Linked DNA regions of Hordeum vulgare: region 2 is linked to region 1. Evidence: chromatin contacts called from public Hi-C data. All regions are on one chromosome and are shown on one strand. The core of a region is the stretch at or near the end of the contact, and the rest is flanking DNA. Distances in the headings are between cores, read along the strand shown.

What was found. Hi-C and Micro-C count contacts between places; a contact is called where the count stands out from the background.
Region 2: a contact with region 1 is called in a Hi-C map of leaf, with 4 times the contacts expected there. The contact joins the promoter of LOC123398453 here to the promoter of LOC123397020 in region 1. A contact is called at or near these places in 2 of 6 Hi-C or Micro-C datasets (leaf and seedling).

What each region holds. Positions count from the first base shown.
Region 1 is chr5H:495,110,152-495,115,644 of MorexV3_pseudomolecules_assembly, forward strand. It overlaps LOC123397020, which reads right to left and starts at 3,728. Exons shown (of 2, transcript XM_045091739.1): 1 at 3,715-3,728; 2 at 2,739-3,468. The coding sequence starts at 3,728. The coding sequence ends at 2,739. It overlaps LOC123396669 (dehydration-responsive element-binding protein 1B-like), which reads right to left and starts at 5,104. Exons shown (of 1, transcript XM_045091538.1): 1 at 4,035-5,104. The coding sequence starts at 4,964. The coding sequence ends at 4,299.
Region 2 is chr5H:495,668,359-495,674,239 of MorexV3_pseudomolecules_assembly, forward strand. It overlaps LOC123398453 (dehydration-responsive element-binding protein 1H-like), which reads left to right and starts at 1,343. Exons shown (of 1, transcript XM_045092923.1): 1 at 1,343-2,417. The coding sequence starts at 1,430. The coding sequence ends at 2,143.

The DNA.
Region 1 (5,493 bases), core at 2,478-4,977:
ACTACGTGGGTGACGGTATTTATTCTCATTGGACCACTCTTCTCAAGACAATACCCAACCCTGTTAGAGAGAAGAGGAAAAGATTTGCCCAAGAGCAAGAGGGTGCTAAGAAGGATGTCGAGCGTGCCTTTGATGTTTTGCAATCTCAGTGGGGCATCGTTCGACATCCTGCTAATACCTGGAGCGCACAGAAACTATGAGAGGTGATGAAACTATGAGAGGTGATGACTGCTTGTGTGGTCATGCATAATATGATCGTAGAAGGCGAGCGCCCGGAACGTCTGTACGATCAAGGGTTTCAGTTTCAGGATGAGAATGTTGTGCCTGAGCATGGAGGAGCGACAACGTTTGAACAGTTCACCCAATTTCATCAAGACATGCGTGATAGAGAAACTCACATGCAATTACAAAATATTTTGGTTGAGCATATGTGGGCTCATGTTGGCAACCAATAGAATTATCTTCTTTTATTCGTTTGCAAAACTATGTACGAACTATGTGAGACATTTTTATTTTTATTCAGCTTGTAGTAACTATGCTATTTTCGGTCTATAATTATGTTATTTGATTCAAACTATGAAAATCATGTAAAATAGGGCGGCCAGCCGGCCACGCCGGCACATATGGGTTGGCGCGTTGGGCGCGCTGCCGACCCATATGTAAAACAGGGCGGACGTCGGGCCAGCGGCCGATCCAAACGAACAAAAAACAAACGAAATCACTGTCCGTTTGGATCGATCCGTTGGAGTTGCTCTAATCTTTTTTTTTTCAGGAATGATTAAATTTTACTGTAGGTTCGCAAAAATATATATAGTGTGAACATGAGAATAAAAAAGTAAACACCAAAGTTTTTAATCTTTACAGGTACGTGAGACCCACTTGCATGAAGTGATCCGTGAATAAGCTCAAAATTGCTCCTCACAGCATGGACGTTGTGCGTAAAAGTTCAAAAAACAAATGTGTTTTTATTTTTATTTTGAAAACATGGTTGAAATTTCAAATGGCAAATGCTTACGAAAACCTACATTGCACACACTTGTATGGATTGGTCTGCTAATAAACTGAAAGTGGGTGCTCTGTATGTGGACAATGTTGGGCTAATTTAATTGGTTCCGACCAAATTTTATGTGTGAACGCGAGGTTGAAACTCTAAACAGCTAAATTCCATATAGCACTGACTTCCATCTGCATGTCCCTTCCAAACATAAATACTACAATTGGCATAATTTTATATAAGAACTCAGAATTAAAAGGAATTGGTTTTGCAATTCAATTGAATGAGTCGAATTTCATAGGTGTATGGCATCCAAGTCAACACATCTTCAGTTTAAATTCTACAGTTTTTTTACTGGTAGCACTGTTTTCCATAGGCATGTAAAACAACCAAGGATGGGAATGAGCCAGCCCGCTCTCGCCTGAACCTGGTGCTACTGACCCTCAGATATGTTCGGAGACATGGAGCCCGCCCATCAGTACAGTGGTGGCTGGCCTCATATTGGGTAATATGGTCTGGTTCATTTTAAATACTAGATTTGCACAAGATGGGGAGTGGTAACATTAGAACATCTCTTTAAATAACATCATTTAGTGGTAGGAATTTTTAACATGTCAGGGTCTCTAGAGTATATTTATTCAAAAAAAAAACAAGACATTTATACAACCTGATTTCGGTTTCAACCATGAACTCGTTAGCATATTTCTAACTTAGAACAATGGAAATTTTGGATCCATACTTTCAAAAATTCTTTAAACCCAAGACTACACCCTCACAAATGCATATGCTGCCGTAAATATTGTTGCAACCTTGGCGATCAAATTTGAGTAGACCTGCTCTACACAAGATGCTGGCGGTGTCCGATTCCCCTGGCCCAATTTCCATACGAAGCCGACCCATAAGGACCCAATGGTGTTGAAATTTTAGGCCGGACCAATGTCCCAATAGGTAACCTCAATCCACTCCCATCATGGCAAAAAACCAATCGAGGAAAAATAAACTGTACCTTATAGTGTATTACACCCATCTCGATTTGTTAGTCCCGATTGTTTGGGCCAAAATTTAACTGTATGTTTGACTAGTAAAATGATAATGCATGTCATATGGAACAATATTATTGAATTTGCGTTTCAATGATGTTTTCAATCGTATTACTTTGCTACATATAAATTGTGTTTTATTAGCTAAAAACACGATCAAATATGATGCAAAATACCAAAGGACTAGTATTACGGAAGGTGTCCTTCTACACCAGAGCTCATGTGAACAGTAAGTAACAAAAGTATTTTTTAAATATTCAAAAAAATCTGATTTTTTACAGCAAACTTCGACAAATGTTAAGAGCCTGCAAAATTTCAGCTTGAAATCACTTTGTGTAAGCCGTGAAAAAAATGCTCCAAAATACTTTCAAAAGTACCATTTTCAAAGTTTTGAATTTTTTTTTGCCATGACTTTTACGAATGAAATTTCATGATGAAATTTTACAACCTCTTAGAACATTTGTCAAAGTTTATCTTAAAAAATTCAGATTCTTATGAAATCTTTTAAAATATTTATAAAATTAAAGGCATGTTTGACTATTCATCAACTCCATAAAATTACAGGATCCACGTATCAACGATTTTCCATCTTCACTCTCTTAGCCTGCAACTCCGTGAGCTCCGCAAGCTGATACCGAAGCCGAAGGACTCCAAATATTCCATTAGAGTAACCCCAACGCAGTGATCCATTTTGTCCGTTAGGGTCATCCGGACACAAAAGCTGGCCCAACGGGATGACCCAAACGGACGCATGTGTCCGCCTGCTGTCCGCTTGTCCGCCGTCCCGACCCAAACCTGACGCAAAAATGGAAAGAAATGGATATGAGGCGGACGCTCTCGTCCACCGCTGTCGTCTGCTCGTGTCTGCCCCTGGTCCCACTTATCAGTGACTGCGCCCGTCGCGCTCGCCAAGGGATCTTCGTCGCCGCGCCCGGGACGAACCGGACGCCGCCGCACCCGGAGCACGCCTCTAGCGCGGCGCCTTTGCCGCCCACGGTTGGTAGCGCCATCTCGCAGGCGTCCAGCGCCTCGGACAGCTCCCCGGCCTCGTGCAGGCGGCGGACGTCCTCGGCGCCGCCCAGGTGCTCACCGTCCACGAACACCTGGGGCAGCCTGCCGTCGCAGCCCAGCGAGGCGTGCAGCTCGTCCTTGAACCCGTCGTGCAGCGACAGGTCGCACTCGTCGATGTGCACGCCGTAGCCCAGGAGGATGGACTTGGTGGCCCAGCAGTCCTCGAACGTCTTGCGGATGCGGGTGCTACCGCCTTCTGGTGGCTGTCCGGCGGCACGGGTGCTACCGCCGCCCGCCCATGGGAGATCTGGCGCAATCCGGTGCGGGTGTGACAGAGAGAGGCGAGGCGAGGGAAGATCCAGCGTGATCCGATAGAGAGAGGCGAGGCGAGGAGAGATGTGAGATCTCTGCCTCTCTCTGTCTCTCGAGGAGCGGCGCGAGGGAGGAGGAGGTGCAGCGCGAGAAGGGGCGACGCGAGGGAGGAGGAGGGGCGGCGCGAGGAGGGGTGGCGCGAGGGAGGAGGACGAACGACGCGAGGAGGGGCGGCACACGGGAGGAGGAGGGGCAACGCGAGGAGGGGCGGCGCGAGGGAGGAGGACGGACAGCGCAAGGAGGGGCGGCGCGAGGGTCCGCTGTTTCCGCTTTTACGTTTAAGCATCGGGTGTTCACCGTATCCGCTCCATGTCCGCTAAGCGAGGCGACTCAAACGAATAAAGAACGAACAAAATCTATGTCCGTTTGGATCGCTCCGTTGGAGTTGTCTTTACCTAAATTCATTTGAGCGGGTGTAAAAAAAAATTCAGGGCTGTCCAAAAACAGAGTAACGTCCAACTGTGTCACCGCTGTCCACCCAAGGCGAGATGTCTTTTCATTTGTCGTTTCCTTACCTTCTTGGTTTCTGTTGCCAAGATATTTGGTTGGTCTCCATGGAGCGAATGATTGCACTACAACTGTTCATTCCTTCTTTCTAAAAAACAAAGAGACTGCCCATTTCTCTATTTATTTTATTGAACAAAGAAAGAACCCACGGTCGGCCTTCCTGGAAGTAGAAACCGGGAGCTTTCGCATTTGGGCAAAACATAGCCCCCGACGCTTACTCTCTCTTCTTCCCATATCTGGAAGAACACAGTTTTTTTTGCATATTCATGGTTTGAGATTGCTTGCCAGGCCTGACGCCTGGTGGAAGAACACAGCTAGTAGTACTAGCTACTGATACTACAACTCTAATAATTTACACTGCTTGATCAGTCGAACTAGTAGCTCCACAGCGACGCGGACGTGTTGAAGCCGTCGTCGTGTTCGCCGTCGTCCTCCCGCCACCCTCCGGCGGCCGGCGGCTCCATGAGCATCCCCTGCGCCAAGCTCGCGTAGTAGGACCCGGCGTCCATGCCGCCGATCCAGTGCTCGTCGTCCAGCCCCGATAGGTCGCTTGAGGTGATGGGGGTCGTGCTCTCCTCGGCCGTGCACGCGTCGGCTGGGTGCTGCCCCTGGAACACCTCGAGGGCGACGGCGACGGCGTCCTTGATCTCTTGCGCGGGGGCGAGCCTGAACGACCCAGTCGCGTGGACGGGCATCATCCGCCAGGCGGAGTCGGCGAAGTTGAGGCACGCATCATGGCCGGAGAGGGCGAGCGCGGCGGAGTCGTGCGCGCGCGCCGCCATCTCGGGGTTGGCGAAGGTGCCGAGCCAGAGCCTGGAGTAACCCCGGCTTACGGGGACGCGCAGCTCGCACACCCACTGCCCGACCTTGCCACGGCGTCGCACGCCGCGGTACACCGGGTGGCGCGTCTCCTGCAACTTGATCCGGCCGGCCCGCCGCTTCGGCGGCTCCGACCAAACCGTCCGGTACTCCTGCTCCTCCGGCCACACCGTCATGTAGTCTTGCTCCTCAAACTGCGGCCAGGCGGCAACTGTGTCCATGGCTCGCAGCTAGCGTCGAGAGGGCGTTGTGGCGTTGGTGCAGCTGTGTAGGCGTGTAGCGAGGCAGTAGTATGTTAAGAGCTAGTGAGTTGGAGAGCTGGAGCTCGGAATGGATGAGAACGAGACGAAGGAGGATACAATATGTGACATAGTTATTGCATATTTTAAACATAAAAAGAATACCTACACGAATCTTTACGTAAGATTAATTATATACTCCTTTCGTTTTTAAATATAAATTTTTTAAAAGGTTCCACTAAAAATTATAAATGTATATAAATATATTTTAAAATGTAAATTCACTCATTTTGCTTTGTACATAGTTTTTTTTTATAAAATCTTTAGAAATACTTATATTTAGGACCAAATAGAGTAGGACTTAGATATGCAATACTTAAAGCATCTCCAAAAGTGACGCCAAAAAACACATGCGCGCGGTAAACTGCGTTCTTAGCACGCACGGGATGGAAAATCGCGCTACAGCGGAGGCGGGAAATTAGCACGCGCGAGGGAGAAAGCGGACGTCCGC
Region 2 (5,881 bases), core at 93-2,592, 560 kb after region 1:
TCCTCCATATTTGCAAAGTTCAGGGGGAGTGATCTCCCAAACTATAACCTATTAACAATCATCAAATTGCATATATTGTACTCTTTTTCCCTTGATGAGTTCTTCCCTAATGGTTTCTCATAAAAGGTTTTTAACGAGACAATATAAACACAAGTGTTTGTATATGCCATATCATTTTCTCCTTATATTTTTTCCCACTGGGTTTTAAAGGAGTTTTCAATGGCATGTCAGATGCACTCTTTTCCCTTATGAGTTTTCTCCTGTAGTTTCTCATAATGGTTTTTAATGAGGTAATACCTTCTCAAAGATCGTATGTCATACTTTCTATTTTCCCTATTGGGATTTTTAAAGGAAGTACTCAAGACATATCAATTGTTCTCTAAACTCACCAATGAATTTTCTCCTTCTCCAAAGGTTTTTCTCATATGAGTTATCAAGAGAAAATAATCATTATATGTTGCATCATTTTCTCCTTATTATTTTTCCACTGGGTTTAAAGAAGATTTAGCAACATATCTGCATAATTCTCATATTTTTCCCACACGGTTTTTAGAGGAGACTTCAAGATTATTCAAAGAATTTATCAAGATTATGAATATATCCAAGAAGACGCGTTGTACAAGGGGGAGTGTTAAAAATAGAATAGTTGCTTATTAATTAAGCTAATTAGGATTAAATTAATTGTTAGATAAGTTACTTGGTTCTCAAGTAACCATGTAATTCCTTGACTCTCAAGGCAACTATGTAATTCCTTGACTGTCAAGTAACTATGTGTTTACTTGGCTGCCAAGCAACATGTTTACTTCCGTTTGAATATAAATACCCTACTTCTATCATCAATAAAGACTAATGGATCATCTTTCATTCATCTCTCTTTCTTCTTCTTTTTTACATTTAACATGCATAACGCGGGGTAAAACTGTGCCACGAGTCCAAGGCTGGTCCATGCTTGTGGCCCCAATTATCAGTTGCCAGCAAGACCTTTTTAATGGTGCAAATCCATGACGCGTCACTTGTCCCCTGCCGCTTGCCCACGACGCGTACAGAACGAGCCTCAACAAAAAAGATGTCTTCTTCGTTTTGACGCTGCTATTCCCTGACGCGTCACTTGCCCCAAGCCGCTTCCCCACACCGCGTAAATGGCACACTCCCCAAGACACTCAATCGCTGGAGAACAAGATATACTAACGCGGGAGGAAAATGCGTCACTTGTCCCAGCCTGCTATATGCCATCATTTCAACGCTGCAAATTCCTGACGCGTCTTCTCTCGCTGCCGCTAGTCTGGAACGCGTCAGGCAGAACTATAAAAGACACTCAATCTAACAAACACTCCCCAGCTCAATCTCAGCCTGCTCTCACACTCCCAGACCTCGGTCCACCGTACGTAAGCTGGAGCCAGCACCGACCACCTACAATAGCAATATTGACATGGCCGGCTCCGATCAGCAGCGGTGCTCCCCTTCCTCGCCGTCGTTGTCCTCTCATCTGAAGCGCCCCGCCGGGCGCACCAAGTTCAAGGAGACGCGTCACCCGGTGTACCGCGGCGTGCGGCGCCGCGGCAGCGCCGGCCGGTGGGTGTGCGAGGTGCGCGTCCCCGGCAAGCGAGGCGAGCGGCTCTGGCTCGGGACGCACCTTACCGCCGAGGCGGCCGCGCGTGCGCACGACGCCGCCATGCTCTGCCTGCTCGACCGCCGCGCCCCGTGTCTCAACTTTGCCGACTCCGTCTGGCTCCTCGCCGTGCCGTCCGCGCTCTCCGATCTCGCTGATGTCCGGCGCGCGGCTCTCAGCGCCGTCGCGGATTTCCAGCGCCGGGAGGCCGCAAGCGGCGCCGCCACGAGGGCCCAGGCGGCGGCCGCCCTCATTGACGAGGGAACCTGTAGCCAATCCGCGCAGTCGTCCATGGAAAATACCGGCTCGTCGTCGACGTCGTCATCCCTACCTTCAGCCGACGGAATGCTTGAGGTGCCGACCACACTGGGCAGCAACATGTTCGAGCTGGACATGTCCGGGGAAATGGACCTGGACACATACTATGCGTACTTCGCGGAGGGGCTTCTCCTGGAGCCGCCGCAACCGCCGGCCGCCGGCGCGTGCTGGGATACCGATGGCGGTGGAGCAGACGCCGCGCTCTGGAGCTACTAAAATACTCCGGCCAGCTGCTTTGACTCTATGCATGGAACAAACCGAAGCTGTTCCCTTCCAGCATGATAAAATTGTGGAACTAAAATCCATCAAATACTGCGACACAGCTGCAAATGCAAACAAACGAAGTTCTAACCTAGGCACAGGAGCAAGAAAATGACACATGAAATGACATGACTGCTCGAAGAATAATAATAGTCCACAGAAGATCCTAGACTGGTGGCAAATGACTGCCAAAAAAGGTACACTATCACATGATGTGTCATGACTATAACTGGTAGTCAGACTAGAAAAATCAACGGCTTGTTAATCAGACAGATGTGGTCAGGGCGCCCATTCGGAAGATGTGGCCTAGGCACCACCCAGGTCAGCTGGTTAAAGCAGCTGGATCCCATTTTTCCGGTCGTCATGGCCACGCGATTTGAGCTGACGCGGCGCTGCTGCCCGGGCCAGCTCCGCCCTCCTTCCCGAATTGCGTGGCCAACATGCAAGATGCATATAGTTGACGTGTCACGTACCTTTTTCCTCTTGCAGCAGATATTTTTAGATCTAGTGTGACTGTGGAAGTGACTAGTGTGCTGTAATAATTGTGCACAACTCGCAATTATTGTGTATATAGTGCAAGGCTTTGTTTTGCCTCTCCACGTAAGGCTTTTGTGGAGACATGGTTGTAATGGGTTGTATAGTGTTCCTCATTACGAACACATATTCATGGGTTTCTTGATGCCTTTGTGAAGACTGTGGCAGGCACCAACATGGTCCGTAGAGACAGAGCTATGACCAAGTCTGCGTGCCTGTGTGGTCCGAAAGTTGATGGCAGTTTTTTTAAGTACTCCCACGGGTTTAGCTTATAAAAATGTCATAGATTGTGGGACGGAGTGAATACTGAGTTTATAATGGTCTACTTAAGAATTCATAGTTTTTTATCCCCTCATCCTATCATGTTTTGTTACATGGCTAGCTCCATCAATGATGGGCGCGTCTTTTTCTTCTTCTTGTTTTCGTTGCCCCACTGGTTTCAGTTTAAGATGAAAATGAGCCGACCTGGACCTGGCCTTGGACCTAGTCTTGTGGCCCAAGGTCAATATGTGAGGCCATGGATCAGCCCATTTTATCAGAAATTCATGACCCCATTGGTCCGTTGGGTATACGAGGCTGATCCAAAATTGAATGAATTCAAAATTGTTGTATTGAAAAATTACATATGATACACCACCAAACAACAAGAAAGGAGTAGCCTTTATCAGCACCAAAAAAATTCCACGTTTACAGTTTATAAGATTGACAAAAACTCCTATACATATACACATCAAAACTACTGCAGAGCCAACACTAAAATAATTATAGAATCACACTGAAGGTATAGGAGTCTCACATGTACGTACTGAAGCTTCAGAATCATTATATGCACTGAAACTCCAACTAGATCTAAACTGAATTTGTAATAGTTTATAGAATCTACTATACTGAAACTCCTACCATAGAACGTACATATACGCACTGTCCAAGAACCAAAATAGGACGATACAATCGGATGTGTGCTTGGCTTGCAATTGTGCTGGGAAATGGGAATGGGAGGAAGCTGGCAAGAGTGAGCACAATCCGGAAACCGGGAAGACTCGCGTATGGTGAACTAGCCAAGTTGGAGAAGAAGAGGACGGCTACCGGGATGGCCAGCTCGATGGCGTCCAAGGCTTCCGAACGGAGAGATCGACGGCGACCAGGACCGCCGGACTGTGAGCTCGACGCCGACCAAAACGATGAACAGGAGGCGCACCAGGAGGAACATCGATGACGACAGAGATGCTCGGGGCGGCCAGCAGCAACTAGGCATAGCGATTTGATTGGGTTGACCAATCTGATCCATCGGGTCTCATAGGGACGGCTCCATTGACCCGTAAATAATTTAAGGCTGACCCACTTGACCCATTGGCCTCGATTATTTGGGTCGTGTCAGTGACCAAGCGGGTTGATCCGGCCCATTCCCATCTTGAGTTCCAGTTTAACCATGCTCAGACCTTGTTTTGGGCAAAGTTGTGGTATAAGGACATCTTCAACACTGACCCATAAATTTGCGCTGGTATCTGTTCATGGACAAGGCACTACAAGGAATATGCTAGTACACGACGCTATTTTTTCGTCGCTACGTCGTCACGGTTTTTCATTTACGACGATCGCACGACGAAAAACCAAGCGTCGAAAACGGAGCGTCAGAAATGAACAGCCACGACGTTTTGATCAAAATCGTCGTAACTTTACGACGATTCCTGGATTGTCGTAACCTTTACGACGATCCTAAATCATCGCTGACAATCAAATCCAGTCCTACGTGGCAGTCCTACGTGGCAACATTACGACGAAATCAAAACATCATGGTTGAAATCAGCCCAACCCATTTCAATTGATCACATGGGCTGATTTTATTTTTTTGGGCTTTTTCTTATTGGGCTTCTTTTTGGGCCTTGGCCTATTTACAGCCACTTCTAGTATTTTTTTCGAATTTTGGTTTATGGGCTTTCACTTTCTATTGATTTTATTTTTTGTCCATTTTATATTTGTACTGGTCCCATATGTCATGTTGATCTCAAAATTAGCCCCACACATTAGAAATTTCAAATTTTTTCAAATAAATATCATAACTTGGTCTCCTTGTTAAGTTGCCATTTCATAGGTATTCAAATCACATTCACAATCAATATTTCAAAGGGAGCAAATGAAATTCGTCCAAACCAACATTAGATTTGTCTATTACAATCTTTACACTACACCACAACCCACATATGCCTACTACACCACAACCCACATATGCCTACTACTGCCTTCTATTACAATACATATGCTACTCTTTGTTGATACGCTTCATATCTTCACACTTGGCTTTGTACTTCACCTGTACAAAATATAAGAATAAGATGTGAACTAACACTGCAGGTATTTAAATAACAGATTTTTTTTTAAAGTATGAACTAACACTGCAGGTATTTAAATAACATAATTTACAAAGATCTTCATTGTTATAGAGACCATCTGCTGCTGCTGCCGCGAGAGGAAACGAAAAGCTAAGTGAGAACCAACACTGAACCAACCGTGAGAGGAAGCATTTTACAGTAATTTATTCGACTAATTAACAAGAGATGGCTAATAATCAGCAGGTTTAACATTACTGAATAGCTTGCATTGCTATACTAACAGCTAACAACAATTCTAGTGAAAACTCAACTTGGAACATCTGGCAATCCAAAGGTCAGCACCCAGCAATGGCAAACAGAGCACAAAGGTCTAAAACTGTATCCCCTAAAACAAATCTGGAACTCAGTAGTGCTAATAATCATTTGCTAGCAGGATATCAAAAAATGCATAATAATTTAGGATGCTAAGCCAATTGAAGAGACAAAAAAGAAAGTATTTCAGAGTAACATATCACCCTCCTACTTGCAAAATAGTTAATTAGTGAGATATGGGGTCTATGAACTTGCAAAGCTGCAATAGTCAGACATTATCAAACTATGATTAGCCTGGTCATACTGACCAAAAAATAAATCAAGCATTTATAGTAATTTATTCCACTAATATCCCTCCCTCAAATGGTTAATTGATCAAAGAAGTTGTGCGTATGATGAGAGCGAATTTTATTATGGTTTTTTTGTTAACACAATATACATATGTAAGCGCTCATATCTTGAGTTTGTTGCGTGGCAGGCAAGTTGAACACTCGATACTGGGATAGATCACTGTAAT